Linked DNA regions of Muntiacus reevesi: region 1 is linked to region 2. A link is a contact called in public Hi-C data. All regions are on one chromosome and are shown on one strand. The core of a region is the stretch at or near the end of the contact, and the rest is flanking DNA. Distances in the headings are between cores, read along the strand shown.

Region 1 (7,061 bases), core at 176-2,675, 150 kb before region 2:
AGAGACCTCTGGGAATCCCTAATCTAGTCTACCTCACGCATATCCTTATTCCCCAACCCCCAGCTGAGCATTTGTGTCCTCCCTATTGGGGGGAAAAAAAAATCTTTAAATGTATACCCCACCCCTTATATAGGGAACTCTTCAAGCTGAGGAACCCATTAAATTTCGGATGGCTGTGGTAAAAAAAATCAGCAGAGTAATAGCTATCTTTGGAAACTTGAAAAGTTCAAGATGCTTAAACTTGACTTAAAAACAAACACTGGAATCCTGACAGCAGAGAATTTTAAGTAGGCCAGAAACACTTAGAATCACCAAAGGAAGCTGTCCAACAGTGTTGATTTGGGAGTGAGGTGGTTTGGGTTTTGTTAGTGCGAAAACTTCATTAAATCTTAGTCTTTTCTCCGTTATCAAATTGAAGACATTTAGGTCAGAGCTTTATGAATATAAATATTTAAGCCAGAAATAAAGTACCATGTAGGAATTCCACTTAAGATATCTTCCAGGATGAACTCCATTACTACTTGATCAGCTATCGAGGCTGCAACTAAGTCTACATTTTTGTCAGCTTTTACAAAATTATCTTACTTGGGATAACATAGGGATAAGACCCTATGTTTTTGGGTCAAGACTGCAGTTTTCAACAAGACCAAGATACGATTTTTCAACGTTTCTTTGTCGGGGTGGGGTCTGGGTTGCGAAGAGAATAACCTTTGTATTTGCAAGTTTTTTCATGGCTCTAAATCTTATTTTCTGTTGACTATACACTGGCCACTAACATTACTCGGATTTTCCCCCCCTTTGCGTATCAAGTATCAGTGGGTAAACAACACAAAGACTTAGAGGGGCAGGGCTAATTCCTCCTTTCCCTCTTTTCCTCTCTGTTAAAATAGGGAATCCAACACTCCCTAAAGCGCAGAATTCTAGTAAGGCTCCTCAGCTAGACTGCTAAAACACCGAGCCCTGAACTAATCCAGTCCGTACAGGCCTGCTTTTCTCTTTCTTTCCACCAGAGGCGACAGCCTCTTTCACAAGAGATACTGAACTGGAATGGGCCGGTTGGGGGAGTAGCCCCGGTAAAGATCAAAAGGTTAAAAACCGCCTCAAACAAAGAGCAAAGGTCAATACCCAACTCTTAAGGCCTGACGCACCATCTACCAAGAAAAATGAAGGTGACTCCTCCCTAAAAGCTCTCTAGGCCTGGTGCCGCGAGGCCTTTCAGAAACCAGGCGGGTCTGAGGTGACTAACAGGTAGTTCACAGTGCCACAGTCGACGACCGGAAGTGAAAATGCGCTCGGGGCGGGGATGAGAAGAGGCCACGGCACGCTTGCGCAGTCAGCAGGCTTGCAGCACGCGTGCGCAATTGGGCGGTGACGGAGTGACGTTCAGAGCGTGGGCCGCGACTCTCACGGATCCGGTTCCGCCCTCCCTCTTGCTGTCGACCCTCCGGGGCTAGCGCTCGCGATCCCTTTCCCACAGTGCTCTGCGCTGTGAAGAAGCGGCTCCCGGGGACTGGGGGCATTTTGTGTTGGTTGGAGCCGGAGCAACAAGATGGCGGCGTCGGCGGAGTGACAGGGGTCCCTCCGGGCGGGAGCCGGCGGCAGTGGTGGCAGCGGTATCGCCGCCCTAGCTTCACCGCTCTCCTTTTCCAGCCCGCGACGTCGCCGGGAAAGCGAGGCAGCGGCGGCCGCCAGAAACAAGTGGCTCAGCCTGGTAACCGCGAGAACTCCTTCAATAATCTGCGGCCCGGCCAAAAAACCTGACAGCAGCGGTGATCAGGTTCCCCTTGGCCGATTCTTGGCCCTGTAACGCCGAAGAAGAGCCATCGTTTTCTGTTTCCTGCCGCTCTCCACAGCCTTGTTCCGTGGTCGAGCCCTAGAGGCCTCCATCCTCCCTTTAGAGGTGTCGGGGCTTAGCCCCAGCCTCCATCTTCGTCTCTCAGGATGGCGAGCAGCAGCGGCTCCAAGGCCGAGTTCATTGTCGGAGGGAAATATAAACTGGTACGGAAGATCGGGTCTGGCTCCTTCGGGGACATCTATTTGGCGATCAACATCACCAACGGCGAGGTAACCACCTGGGGTGGGGTTCACGACTACGCTGCGCCTGTCCTCACTCCCCCGCCCCGCGAACTGCTTGGGCCTTTTCCCACCGCACTCACGCACTGGGAAGTCCAGAGGGAGCCAGTTTTCCTGTCTTAGGAACCTCCCCCGCTCTCTTTCCCTAAAAGGAAAGAACCCGAGAGAAAGGCTGGGTGTACTAGGAAGTTCCTTAGCTTATTAAAAATACACCTTAATCGAACTTTTAAAAAACCGTTGTTTAAGGTGAGAATGGCAAAATCCTATTTCTGGGATCCCCTCGTTTTCTTCCTATGTTTTTAGTTTACTGAGGTTCTTTTTCCCATTAGGCCAGCTACCGGTCGCCTGGTTCCCTCATAACCCTCATTACGTTTTCTGGATGAATCATTTTCTTATACTTTAGAGGACGTGCCGCTTTCGTCACTGCCCCCTGAAGAGGGCTTTGAGGCTGGTTGCCTCGTTTTATAATTACAGAGATTTTTCTCTTCCCAGCCTCTCACCACCTTGTAGCCGAGAGTTGGAGATGTGCTCCTGTTTCCCCCTCTTTTCCCAAGTGACATTGAATCCATAAGGATATTGATGCCATCATCCCCTCTTTCCCCTGCAGGAGGTGGCAGTGAAGCTAGAATCCCAGAAGGCCAGGCATCCCCAGTTGCTGTACGAGAGCAAACTCTATAAGATTCTTCAAGGTGGGGTTGGCATCCCCCACATACGGTAAGAATCCTTGAGCAAACAGGCGATCTTCTGAGGGAAGTACGGAATGGGAGAAAATGTGTAAGAGGCAGGCAGTGGGATCGGCTGAATCCGGCTCTTGGCATTTGAGTTACCTGGGTTTCCTGTGAAGCGTAAGTCACCACAATCACGGTAAATTTTAGTTTGCCAACTTAGTTTAGGATTTCAGTTTGTTAACACTCTGCTCCGTTTAGCTTCCGTCATTCTTCCCAAGGCTTTCATTTGCAGTGGAAAGTATGCGGGTCATCTTTGATCCCAACGCGGAAGGGTTGCCTGCTGCTTTCTTTCACCTCAGCTGCTACTTAGGTTTGTCCAGCGAAGTGGATTTGAGGGTGCCGAAGTGACCGGGCTGGGCCAGTTCGGGTTGCTATTGGAGCTGGCTTGGGAAATGGCTGCTCTTTTGTTGTGTTTTTGTTCCAACATGTCTTCCTCCTCCGCTTAGAAAATGGCGGAACGACGTGACTCAACCACATATTCCTGCCCTTTTCACTGCTTGGGTTCATAAGTTATGCTTCCTGGATTCCCTCTTTGGCAGCTCCAAGTTGAATAAACCTTTGAAAAGCCAAGAATAAAGCCGCAGGCAGTGGTGAGGTTCAAGGAAAGAGATGGCATAGTGACAGCCTGTTTGTGATCTCTGCAGTAGATGAGATGTGAAATTAAGTTTACTATGCAAAATCTCTCATAGTTCTTTCCAGAAGTGTTAATTAACTCTGTAAAAAATGGTAATGTTTGTTGCATTTCAGTCTGTGTACGAAATTTTGTTTGAAATGACAAAGGCAGTTTGAGCAACACTATGTTGAAATTGACTCAGTTGTATTAAAAGGAAGCTTAATCATGTAACCACAGTTTGACAAGTAACTTTAACCTGTTGAGTTACTTGGTCAGTAACTCCTCACATCTGGGAAATTGTGGCTTTTTTTGAAGGTGGGATATTGGTGAAGGCAAATAGTAACCAGGATAGATGATGACCAGATGAAGACATTGGGTCCTTTTAAATTAATAAAGGATTTTAGAGTAGTTCGACTTTTAAGATTAAAGAATATCTTCCTAGGATAGAGACTAAAACACAGTTTAAGATCCAGCCCTTTTCCAACAATTATTTAATAATAACATTTGCAAAAAGATCCAGATATAGTGGCGAATTAACTGGAATGGTGTTTACCATAGCCTCTTTTACTATCCTAGCTTTTATTCCTCAAATCTTGAGTTAACTGGGTTATATACATTAATTCTGATGTAAAAACAACCAGAGAGACATTATCCTTAAAAAAATATTGAATGGTCATAAACATTTTTAATGGAGAAATTGAATGATACAATTTCCTATTGGTTGGAAGTCAGAATAAATTATTAGGAAGAAAATACCAGGTGTATCTTACGAGATAAAGATTAATGTGAGATCTGAGATGATCAGATTTGAGATTTTTAATGGTTCTCCATTAAAAAAAACCCTGCTGTGGAAAAATGAAAAACCTTGATTAAAATGCTATCTTATTTTGTCATAGAATAAAAAAAATTGTGTTATCCTTAGAATTTTAAATTTCTCTCCTTTTGCTTATATTTTCATTTCTCCACCCTGGCTCTTGCTGATTTACTTCCCATTACTAGTTTTTCTTAGAATTAAATGGAAATGCAATCATGCAGTATGAGGTCATTTGTGTCTGGCTTCTCTAACCTAATGCATTTGAGGTTGGGAGGTTTTATAAATTTCACAAGTCAGATTGAATTTAATGTAAAATCATTTTCACAAAAGCAGTAAGTATCTGGCATTTTCAGGGCTAGCTCCAAATTAAGTACTTACAGTTTTATTTGGTAGCTTTTATTTAAGAACAGCACTTAGGAAAACCAATGAGGGCAGTAGTTAATATGCTGATTACCCACATAAATAAATGAAATTGACCTGTGAGCAAAATTCTGAGAAGTTGAGAGCAGAGGGAGTTGTGGAGTTACAAACTGGGTGGAGCTAAAGAGATTAACCTGACTTTCAAGCTGAGACTTCTTGGGAGAGGAGATGGAATTTCAGGATCTGAGTGACTCTAAGGAAGAAAGCTTGGTGAACTGGTCAGGGAGGCTGTCCAAGAGTGAAGTCTGGCTACTGGGAGTAGTTTCTAAAGCAGAATGTAGTTACCGAATGAGGGTGAGGAAAGAGTGAACTTGTTTTAGGAGTGGTATAGTCCAGGTACATAGAAACAAAAAGTGGATCATTGGTTTTAAAGTATGAGAGAGAACTGTTTGTCCACTGAAGTGGGAAGGATAAGAAAGACTTATGCATAAGGTTTCTTTTGGGTGGCAGCAACATCTGCTCTGCTTAGTTTGTTCCCCACTATTTCCACATTAACTGTACGCGTGTGTGTTTGTGTTTAGTTGCTCGGTCATGTCTGACTCTGTCGGCCCCATGGACTCCTGTCCATGGAATTTTCTAGAGAAGAATACTGGAGCGAGTTGCCATTTCCTCCTCTAGGGGATCTTCCTGACTCAGGGATTGAACCCGTCTCTCTTGCATCTCCTGCATTGGCAGGCGGATTCTTTTCCACTACCTGGGAAGCCCAATAAATACACTCAATAAATATTTACTTGGAAAATACTAAATTAAATTGTTTGCTTAGCTAAATTAAATAAGGCAGTCTGTTCCCCCATTGTATTAGAAATTTGGCACCAAAATTTTTAGACTTCACTAATATCTTCCTCCTCCCCCAATCAACTTTCACCCTGAAAATTGTCTTAAGATTCTATTCTAAAGATATCTTTAGATATTCTAAAACAAAGGCTTAAAATTACCAGGCCTATATGTTATAACCTATTTGCTGTATCAAGTCCTTAGTTTGTAAGGACCTTATTAAGGGATCTGTTGTGCAGAAACACAGCATCCGATGAGTATAAAGAGCAAGAGGGGGAGGATGGTATTCAGTCTCTAGATATTTTTAAGAAACTAAAAGCCTTTGGGTCTTGTGAATTGACCTCTGGGAGCTCATTTTAAGTTACTGTGTTTTTGTTACAACCCTCCTTTTTTTGTGCTACTTTGAACTGAATTCAATTGTTCTCTAAATCTGCCATGTGGTATTAACTGAGTGATCTGGGGTCAGTCAGTCCCTTAATCTTTCTGGGCATGTCAATTTCCTCTTTTTTGAAATAAGAGAATTTTACCAAGTTGATAATTTTCTAATTTTGTTGGGAAGTATAGAAGTGTACTGGACAGAAAAGTTTAGAATTTCCTACTCGTCTGTTGGGAAAAGTTTTGCAAACTAAGCTTTTTGGTAGGGTTTGTTTTGTCTTTAGCATTTATTTTATTTTTTTGACTGTGCTGGGTCTTCATTAATTGCTGTGCGTAGGCCTTCAGTTGGAGTGAGCAGGGGCTACTCTAGTTGCGTTGCACAGGCGTCTCACTTCAACGAAGTCTTTTATTGCGGCGCACTGGGCTCTTAAGCACGTAGGCTTCAGCATTTGCCGCATGCAGGCTTAGTTGCTTTGAGACATGTGGGATCTTCCCGGACCAGGGATGGAACTTGTGTCCCCTGCACTGGCAGGAGGATTCTGTACCACTGAGCCACCAGGAAAACCCAGGTAGAGTTTTGTTTAAACAAGTTCCCCTACTTAAATAAGTCACTGGCCTAGTTGATGTTAGGACTTGTGGTTATGAAATTTTAAGATTTATTTTCAGATGATGGTAGCTAGAAAGCATTTCATCACAGTTTGGTGTTTGGTCTAGATCTTACCTTTGAATGATATTTTAGTAGTGAGATACCACTCAGGACCTTAAAAATACTATCTGCATCAGGTAAACCATGGGTTACTATTTAGGAGGAAGTGAATTAATGGGGTACACTTTTATAGAAAATATGATAAAGAAGATGGGCAAGGGCATAGGATAATTTTGGTTGTCTTGGTTGTTTTTTTTTAACCCACCGCCCCCCTTTTTTTTTTTGCCCTCTCTGAATGTCAGAAGTCCTGGGAGATATTTGTAAAGTATTAGTTAATTCTTACTGTTCAGTGTTAAAAGCAACTTAAATTTTAATCTTAACTTTTTGGCACTTAGCATATATCCTGTAAATAAATTCTAATATTGTTATCAGAGAACAAAGATGACATCTACACTGGGTATTTCTTTATTAGAGAGAGAATGTTAGAGATCACCAGATACATGAGATATGTGATTTTAATTGGTAGAGTAACTAAAACCATAGAGTAACTGTGATATACTAAATCTGTGATATACTAAAGGTACTTATATTGGCTTATACTGGATTTCTAGTAATGGA
Region 2 (7,248 bases), core at 1,447-3,946:
TGACGCCCTGTCATGCCTGTGCCTTTGCCCATGCTGTTCCCTTTGTCAGAAACGCTCTGTCATCTTTTGCCTTGCTGACCTCTGTGGCCCTTATATGTAATTCTTAGCTGGCTGACCTGACCTGCCTAAGACAACTGTCCCTCTTGCACTTTCCCACAGCATACTCTCCTTACCCTGGCCTGGTCCGTGGGACACTACTCAAATGATCTGTCAAGGACTGAGGGCAGCTCCCTATGTCCCTAGATTCTGGCAGGCAGTAGAGCTCACTATTCCATTTTGAAAGAAAAAATTACTTCCTTATTCTCAGTGTTTACAAAGCCGCTTCCAAGGATACCCTTTAACCTTTTAACCAAGTGCTTCCCACCCTTTCCATTTTTGACAAAGCCCTGAATTACCCTACCCCCCTCCCCCCGAGAAATTGCTATCACAAGACTTAGAAGCTGCCTAAAGGCTATAGGGAAGCAGAAGACCTCGACTCTCTAAGAACTAGCTCCTTCAACACCAATGACCTGACACCTGCTCTCTAGTCTGTGGTAAGATTTGCTGGACATAGAATGAATAAAACAGAGAGGGCCCTGTCCCCCTGAGCATGGGCAGGGAATGAGAGGACAGATTCATGCAGTTAGCAATGACAATGCATGACCAAGTACAACAGCAGGATTCCAGAGAATCTTGAGGAAGCAAGGAGGTCTGCCTGAGAGTGTGGGCCCCATGCTTCACAGGGAAGCAATGTAGATCAGGATCCTGGAGGACAGTGGGTTTTACCAGTGAGCAGAAGCCCATTCTCTGCAGAGAGAACAACATGAGCAGGGCCCAGGTGGAATTACGAGGGAATTCAAAGGGTCTGATGCCACACCAAAGTGTTCAGATTTGATCAAGAAGCAGCCTGAGGGTTATGCCATCTTAATAGGAAGTTCCTCATTCCCATTATGGATAGAGCCCAAGTCACCGAGGACACACAGAAGCTCTTATCAGAGCACTGAGGAAAATCAAGAAAGTTGCAGGAAGCTTGGCATTGCCAAGTCTCTTGCCTTGATGATGCCTGGGGTGAGGTGGGTAGGGCCAGCTGGAATGAGGCGGGCAGCAAGTTCTGCATTGGCAGAAACGGTTGAGCTGTGAGGAGGTCCTGCCCCTTCCTCAGTGGTCACTGGGAAATGCCATGCTCTGCTGCCCTTTCTCAAGAGATGCTGGAGCCCTGCACATCAAGACCTTGCCTGCCTTTCTTCTCCATCCTTCAAAGCCTGGCTCCAAATCCATCTCCTTCATCAGGCCTTCTCTCTCCACTCCGGCTCTCAGGATTCTCTCTCCTCTGAAAACCCTAAATGTTCAGTCATAAATTGATTTCTGGCACGCTTCAGCCTGTCTTAATCCTTTATGGCCTGAGCTGGGGTTTGGTAATGCAGACCTTAGCACTGCACTGGCCCCATTATGTCTGTGGCACTCCCATGGGGCAGCCCTCCCTCCCAATGAGAGGCACTCTGCTCCCACACCAGAAACCCAGCATCTCTGCCTACAGAAATCTGATATATAAGGGACCTGGAAATCTTTGATTCATGTTGAGTCAAAATGACAAATGTTAAGAGGAAAAAAGTATAAACAAATATGGAATGTTAGTCAGTTATATACATGGTCAAGTATTTAGCAGTATGTCCTGATGTCTGCAATTTATTTTGTAAAGCATTAAAATGTAAGATGGATTAAAGGATATGGGATAGGTCTGTGATAAAGCAAATATAGTAGCAGTTTCTTAACGCAGAATCTAGGTGCTGGGTAAAGAGATGATCAATGTATAAGTCTTTCAACTTTGGTCTAGGTTTGAAAATTTTCAACATAAAATGTTGAAAAAAAAAGGCAAATAAATAAGAAGACTACTGTGAAAAGTTCCTCACTTTGTCATTCAGCAAATCTGTCCCCAGAGGACTTATCATGGGTTCTGTCTCTCCTAGAACTGTCTCCTACCTTCCATGAGGTTTTTGGCTCAGCTGTTACTTCTGGAAGCCCTCCCAGAGCCCACAGACTGCGGTGAGTGCCTTTCCTCTATATTCACAGTCTTTCTCAGCCTTAGCACTAACTTCCTTGTATTGTGAAGTCTATCCTCCTCCGGATAGGAACTAGGGACCAGTGCCTGCTACACAGACAACCCTCAATAAACCTGTGTGAATGACATCATCCAGACAGGCCAGAGTCCTGGGGGCACCTGGCAAAGAGCCAGGTCGAGGGCAGATGCTCAATGCCCCTGAACCTGCTGGTGAGATCAGTGACCAGTCCTGCCCCAAGGCTCTTTTCTACCCCAGGTAGCCCTGGACAGAGACCCACGCCCCCCTCCCCATCAGCACCTTGCCTACTGCGGTCCCCTTCCTCGCCCAGTCGCAGTGCTTCGGCTCTTCTCCACCCAGCTCCTCTGCCGAGGACCCCTCCCTCGTGCAGCTGCCTTCCCCTTCCCCCATCCAGCTGCTCCCGGCTGACAACCCTTTTCCCTCGCAGCCCTCCCCAGATCTGCACCCCACCCAGTCCTTCCCGCACCGATTTTACTGGGCCGGGCATCGCCTGTAGCGGCGGCAGCGAGGAGCGCGGCCAGCGCGGCGAGGAGCCGGGCAGCGTGGGCCATGGCGGGCAGCGATGAGGGCAGCACGCCGGGGCTCGGGCACTGGCGGGTTGGCGCTGGGTTCCCCGCCCCGCCCCGCCCCAGCGCCAAACTGGCTGTTCCGCCTTCCAGCCTCGCTGGTCACAGCTTCTTATTGGACAAGCGGCAGTCCCTCTTCGGCACGAGGCCCTCATTAGCCGCATCTCTCTGGGGGCAGGCTCTGTCATTGGCAACTTCTCCGTCCCGCCTCCTGGATGCGGTTTCCTCATTGGCTGGCTTGTCCTGCTCCGGCGCAGGTGTGCGCGCTTTGGGTGCTCAGCATCAGGACCCAGGCCCAGCTCCGGGGAGACTGATGACCGAGAAAAAACTGAAGCTTTGACGATCTCCGTTCAAATCCAACCTCTGAGCGTTAGTAGCTCTGTAACGTGCCTTCTCTGTCTCATTCAGTTTCCTGCTCTACCTTTCTAGGTGGTTGTGACAATCACGTGAAATAAGGGATGTGAAATCACTTGGCAGTGTCTGCAAGTGCTGGAAATTGCTGACCAACCATGCAGCCAGGATGCTAGAGGCTACTTGTTTCAGCATGCTGAAACAAAGCCAGATGCTTTCCAGATTGCTGTTAGTTACCACGTGCCTTTGCAGCTTTGATACACAGTTTGTGTCTCTGCCTTCTACTTCAAAAACAAAAGGTAAGAGTTTCATCCACTATTAGAGGGGAGAGGAAAGGTAGAAAGGAAGAGATAAGCCCCATTTTCACCCTCTAAGGAAACAAAAGCATCTTCACCGTGGCTAGTTTACTACACTATAAAGGACAGATTTCCTCTCACAGAAAATAAAATTGGGGATGAGTTTCAGAATAAAATAAGGAAAATTCATGTGTATTCAGTCAGATTATGGCTAAGAATAGAAATAGAAGGGACTCTGAGAAGAGTAAAAGGGCATAGAGCTGAGATTACAGCTAACTTTGTGAGTCTTAACATGGCCAAACTGGATTATTAGTAAAATGGTAGATGAATAAACATGCATTTCCCATATTAAAAAACCCCAAAAAACAAAAACACTTTTGGGCAATATTTGTGTTAAAATGCAAAACCAGACTCAAGATACTCCTTTAAATTACTGTTTTCTTTTTGGCCTCAACTCTGTGGCATGTGATCTGCATTCCAACTTGTGCCCCCTGCATTGGGAGCAGTCAACCACTGGAATGCCAGGAAGTCCCTTAAATCTTTTAAAACAAGCATTCATTGATCACGTTGTGCCATATTCTCTTATGTGCTAACAGTATGATCCATGCAGTATTTTTTTAATAGGGTAAAATCATATTAAAACTCAACTTTGCTTTTAATTTTAGTAAGTAAAGTAAATGTCGCTCAGTCATGTCTGACTCTTTGCGACCCCATGGACTGTAGCCTACCAGGTTCCTCAGACCATGGGATTCTCTAGGCAAGAATACTGGAGTGGATTGCCATTTCCTTCTCCAGGAGATCTTTCCAACCCAGGGATTGAACCCACGTCTCCTGCATTGTAGGCAGACACTTTACCGTCTGAGCCAATTTTAGGGTCCTTGATAATTCTAGATTTTACAGCTGTGTTTTTTCCTGTTAGGAAAAAATTCTTCTAATCCCACAATCCATGTGTATCAGAGTTGTAGGACAAATTCAAAAAAGCTGTTTAAGAGGAAAACCAAGGAGCCATAATTCTGGTGGCCAAGGTACAAAACAACTAGTAGTGAGACTGAAAGTGAGGTTGGGTGATTCCATCAGTTATTTATTGCTGCATTAACAAACTACCCCAAAACTTAGTGGCTAAAGGTAACACTTTTTTTTTCCCCATAAATCTGCATATTGGGCAGGACTCAGTGAGATCTCATCTGTCCCATGTGATGTCAGATGGGGTTGTTCCACTGGGGACTGGAGAGTCCACTTTCAAAATGACTCACTAAGGTGGCTGGCAGTTTGGTGCTGGCTGTCAGCTAAAAGCTCAGCCATGACCCTTGGTTCTATTCCACAGGTTACTTGAGTTGGCTCTTTGGTTTGATGGCTAGGTATCAAGAGTGAGCATCCAGAGACAGGAAGGTGTGGGTCAGAAACCAGCAGTGTCACCTCCCTATAATCTACGGTCTAGATTCAAGGAGATTTCAAAGCTGTGCTTTAAAACCTCCAGTGAATATGAGAATGGACAAGAGTAAGGTAAGGATATACTTGCCAACTAGCTCTGGGAATGTGAGAAACAATGGATTATGGAGCTAGGGTGGGAAGAATGATGAAAATGCAAAGCCAAAACTACAGGAAAGGCTGGCTACAAAGAGGGGCACTTAGCCAGGAGGCTGGGTATGTGGAAGCCAGTGAAGAAGCAGAGGTAAAGACAAGGCTAGGCAAAGGTTGGGAAGGGCACATGGAAGCAGGCGGCCACGTGCCAGTAATCAGATTGAGAGGATGGTCAGAAGTTCTGCAGTTTGAGTAAAATGATTAAAGCAGGGAAGATGATTAGAACCAAGAAGCAAGCACAAGAATATAAGGCAGTGCCAGACAGAAAGGCAGAAATAAATAGGGATCCAGATTTAAGAAATACATAGAAATCAGAAGGAAGCAAGTCAAGGAGGTAAAAAAACAGACAAAGCCTCAACACCAAGGCAAAATGCCTGCACTGCATCCACTTGCCTGGGCAAGTGAGACCCCAAGTTCCCTCCACTGAGCATCAACAAGGTCGGTCAGCAATCAGTGAAGTGACCATGTCAATACACAATATGATTCTGGCAGACAGACAGTAAATACACGAAACAGTAATTTCAATAAAAGTTTTATTAATGTTGTTTCCGAAGATTATATTTCACCTTTGTCTTCTTTGATTTTGCCTTAGTGTTTAAGGATGTTTCTTCACTTATTAAATCCTTTGCCAAGAAAGAGCACCACGTAACTTATGTCAGTACAAACTGAATGATTCCTTTATAGTGGTAAGGAAAATCCACCAAAGATTCATAAAATCCAAGTACTAAGACACCAAGGTCCCTCTTCATATGAGCCAAAGCTTCCTTACACATATCATCTACAAGCCAATATCTTTTTACTTTACCATCAAGATGAAAATAATTAAGAGCACTGAAAAACCTTATTTCTCCAGTCTAAAAATGTAGACTTCCTCATTATAGTTTAAACAGACACACACAAAAAACAGAAGCTGAAAAGAAAAGAATTCACTATGACTGATTAACTTACAATTATTTTTTTATAGTCAAGCACCAGTCTTCCCCTTCCCCTAGACTTTAGGGGAAACATACAAAAAACAATGTGTATAAAAAGCAATAAAAATAAATATTCGACGGCCTACTGTAATAGGCAATTTGCACATTTCATTTAATCCTCGTAATAGGTTGAGAATTATAACTATTTTACAAACACGGAAGCAGGCTTAGAAGAGTGAAGTGACTAGGCTGGGAATTATGTTTGAGTTGATGCTTACTAAGCATATGCTCTGTTATGCTGCACTGGCTCCTGAAAGCCTTTCAACTTTTTGAGATTCTGTTATAGCTCCAGCTTCTAAGTTTATACTTTTAAGTCTGCAAAACTACTGAATAATAGAAGAATCTAGAATTATTCTCAATCTACTTGCTAAAACAGGAGGTTGCAAAGAATACTGAAAAACTCTTCAAGTAATCAGAACATTCCATACCTGAAATTATGGTTATTCTAATTCATTTGTAATGAACAGCTAGTGATCCAAGAACAAATGGAAAATCATAATTGCCTCACTTTCTTATTGTCAATATTTGTCATTTTTAAAGGAAAGAAGGCAGAAAAAAAAGACATATTCCCATTGTGAAATCTGACTGCTCATTACATTTACAGGATGTACTGAGTGGAATGCCAAGAGGTCTGGTTTTTAAATCTCACCACCAGTCTTTTGTTTGCATCTGAGATGTATTTGTTTTTTTGTGTCTAAATCTGGTGGAGGTGGTAGTACCCATTAGGGGATGGTTTTGCTGATGCATATCTGTGTAGTGTGCTATAATTATCTAAGATGTCTAAGAGGCTCTTTCACCATCCCACAGAATGGGGTCATAGAGTTCTAGAAGAAATGGATTTATTTTATGGGAAAGTAACTTAAACCTAAACCTGGACAATCTGGACACTTAACAACATTTAATTGTCTGTTGGGGGTATATTTGCATGTTCATTATAGAACTGTTGAATCTTAAATACTGAAGTTAGTATCTAGTTGTTTCTTAAGTTCTCACTGAAATTTAGTTTACTAGTTTTAGAGATTTTTTTTTTTCTTCGAGTCCAGTCCTAAAAGACTGTTTTCACATAGTCTGAAGAAACTGAAAGGGTGAGATTAGATTATTAAGGCGGCTCCTAGCATTAAAATATCTATAAAGACCTCCTTTCTAATGTCTGATATATATATCATTCATTCACTAACTCATTTACTGAATAAATTTTTTATAGAACACTATCTATAAGACTGAAATAAAAAATATACACATAGGCTCATTACCTCTAGAAGGTCAGTACATAAAAGGGGAGCTAGATGTTTACATGTGACATAAGACAGATAAAAAAAATAGAATATAAAGCTAGTCAATGTAAGAGAGGTAGTGAATTGTGAGTAGCCCCCCCCAAAAAACCCCAAAACAAACAAAACAAAAACTCCAAACCCAGCATAAC

Evidence for each region. Hi-C and Micro-C count contacts between places; a contact is called where the count stands out from the background.
Region 1: a Hi-C map of blood shows a contact between it and region 2, with 2.9 times the contacts expected there. The contact joins the promoter of CSNK1A1 here to the promoter of PCYOX1L in region 2. A contact is called at or near these places in 2 of 3 Hi-C or Micro-C datasets (blood and muscle).

Annotation. Positions count from the first base shown.
Region 1 is chr1:238,504,518-238,511,578 of mMunRee1.1, reverse strand. CSNK1A1 (casein kinase 1 alpha 1) reads left to right here and starts at 1,425. Exons shown (of 11, transcript XM_065918879.1): 1 at 1,425-2,064; 2 at 2,681-2,787. The coding sequence starts at 1,942.
Region 2 is chr1:238,355,567-238,362,814 of mMunRee1.1, reverse strand. PCYOX1L (prenylcysteine oxidase 1 like) reads right to left here and starts at 2,696. Exons shown (of 6, transcript XM_065918873.1): 1 at 2,524-2,696. The coding sequence starts at 2,608. It overlaps GRPEL2 (GrpE like 2, mitochondrial), which reads right to left. Exons shown (of 4, transcript XM_065918872.1): 4 at 6,807-7,248.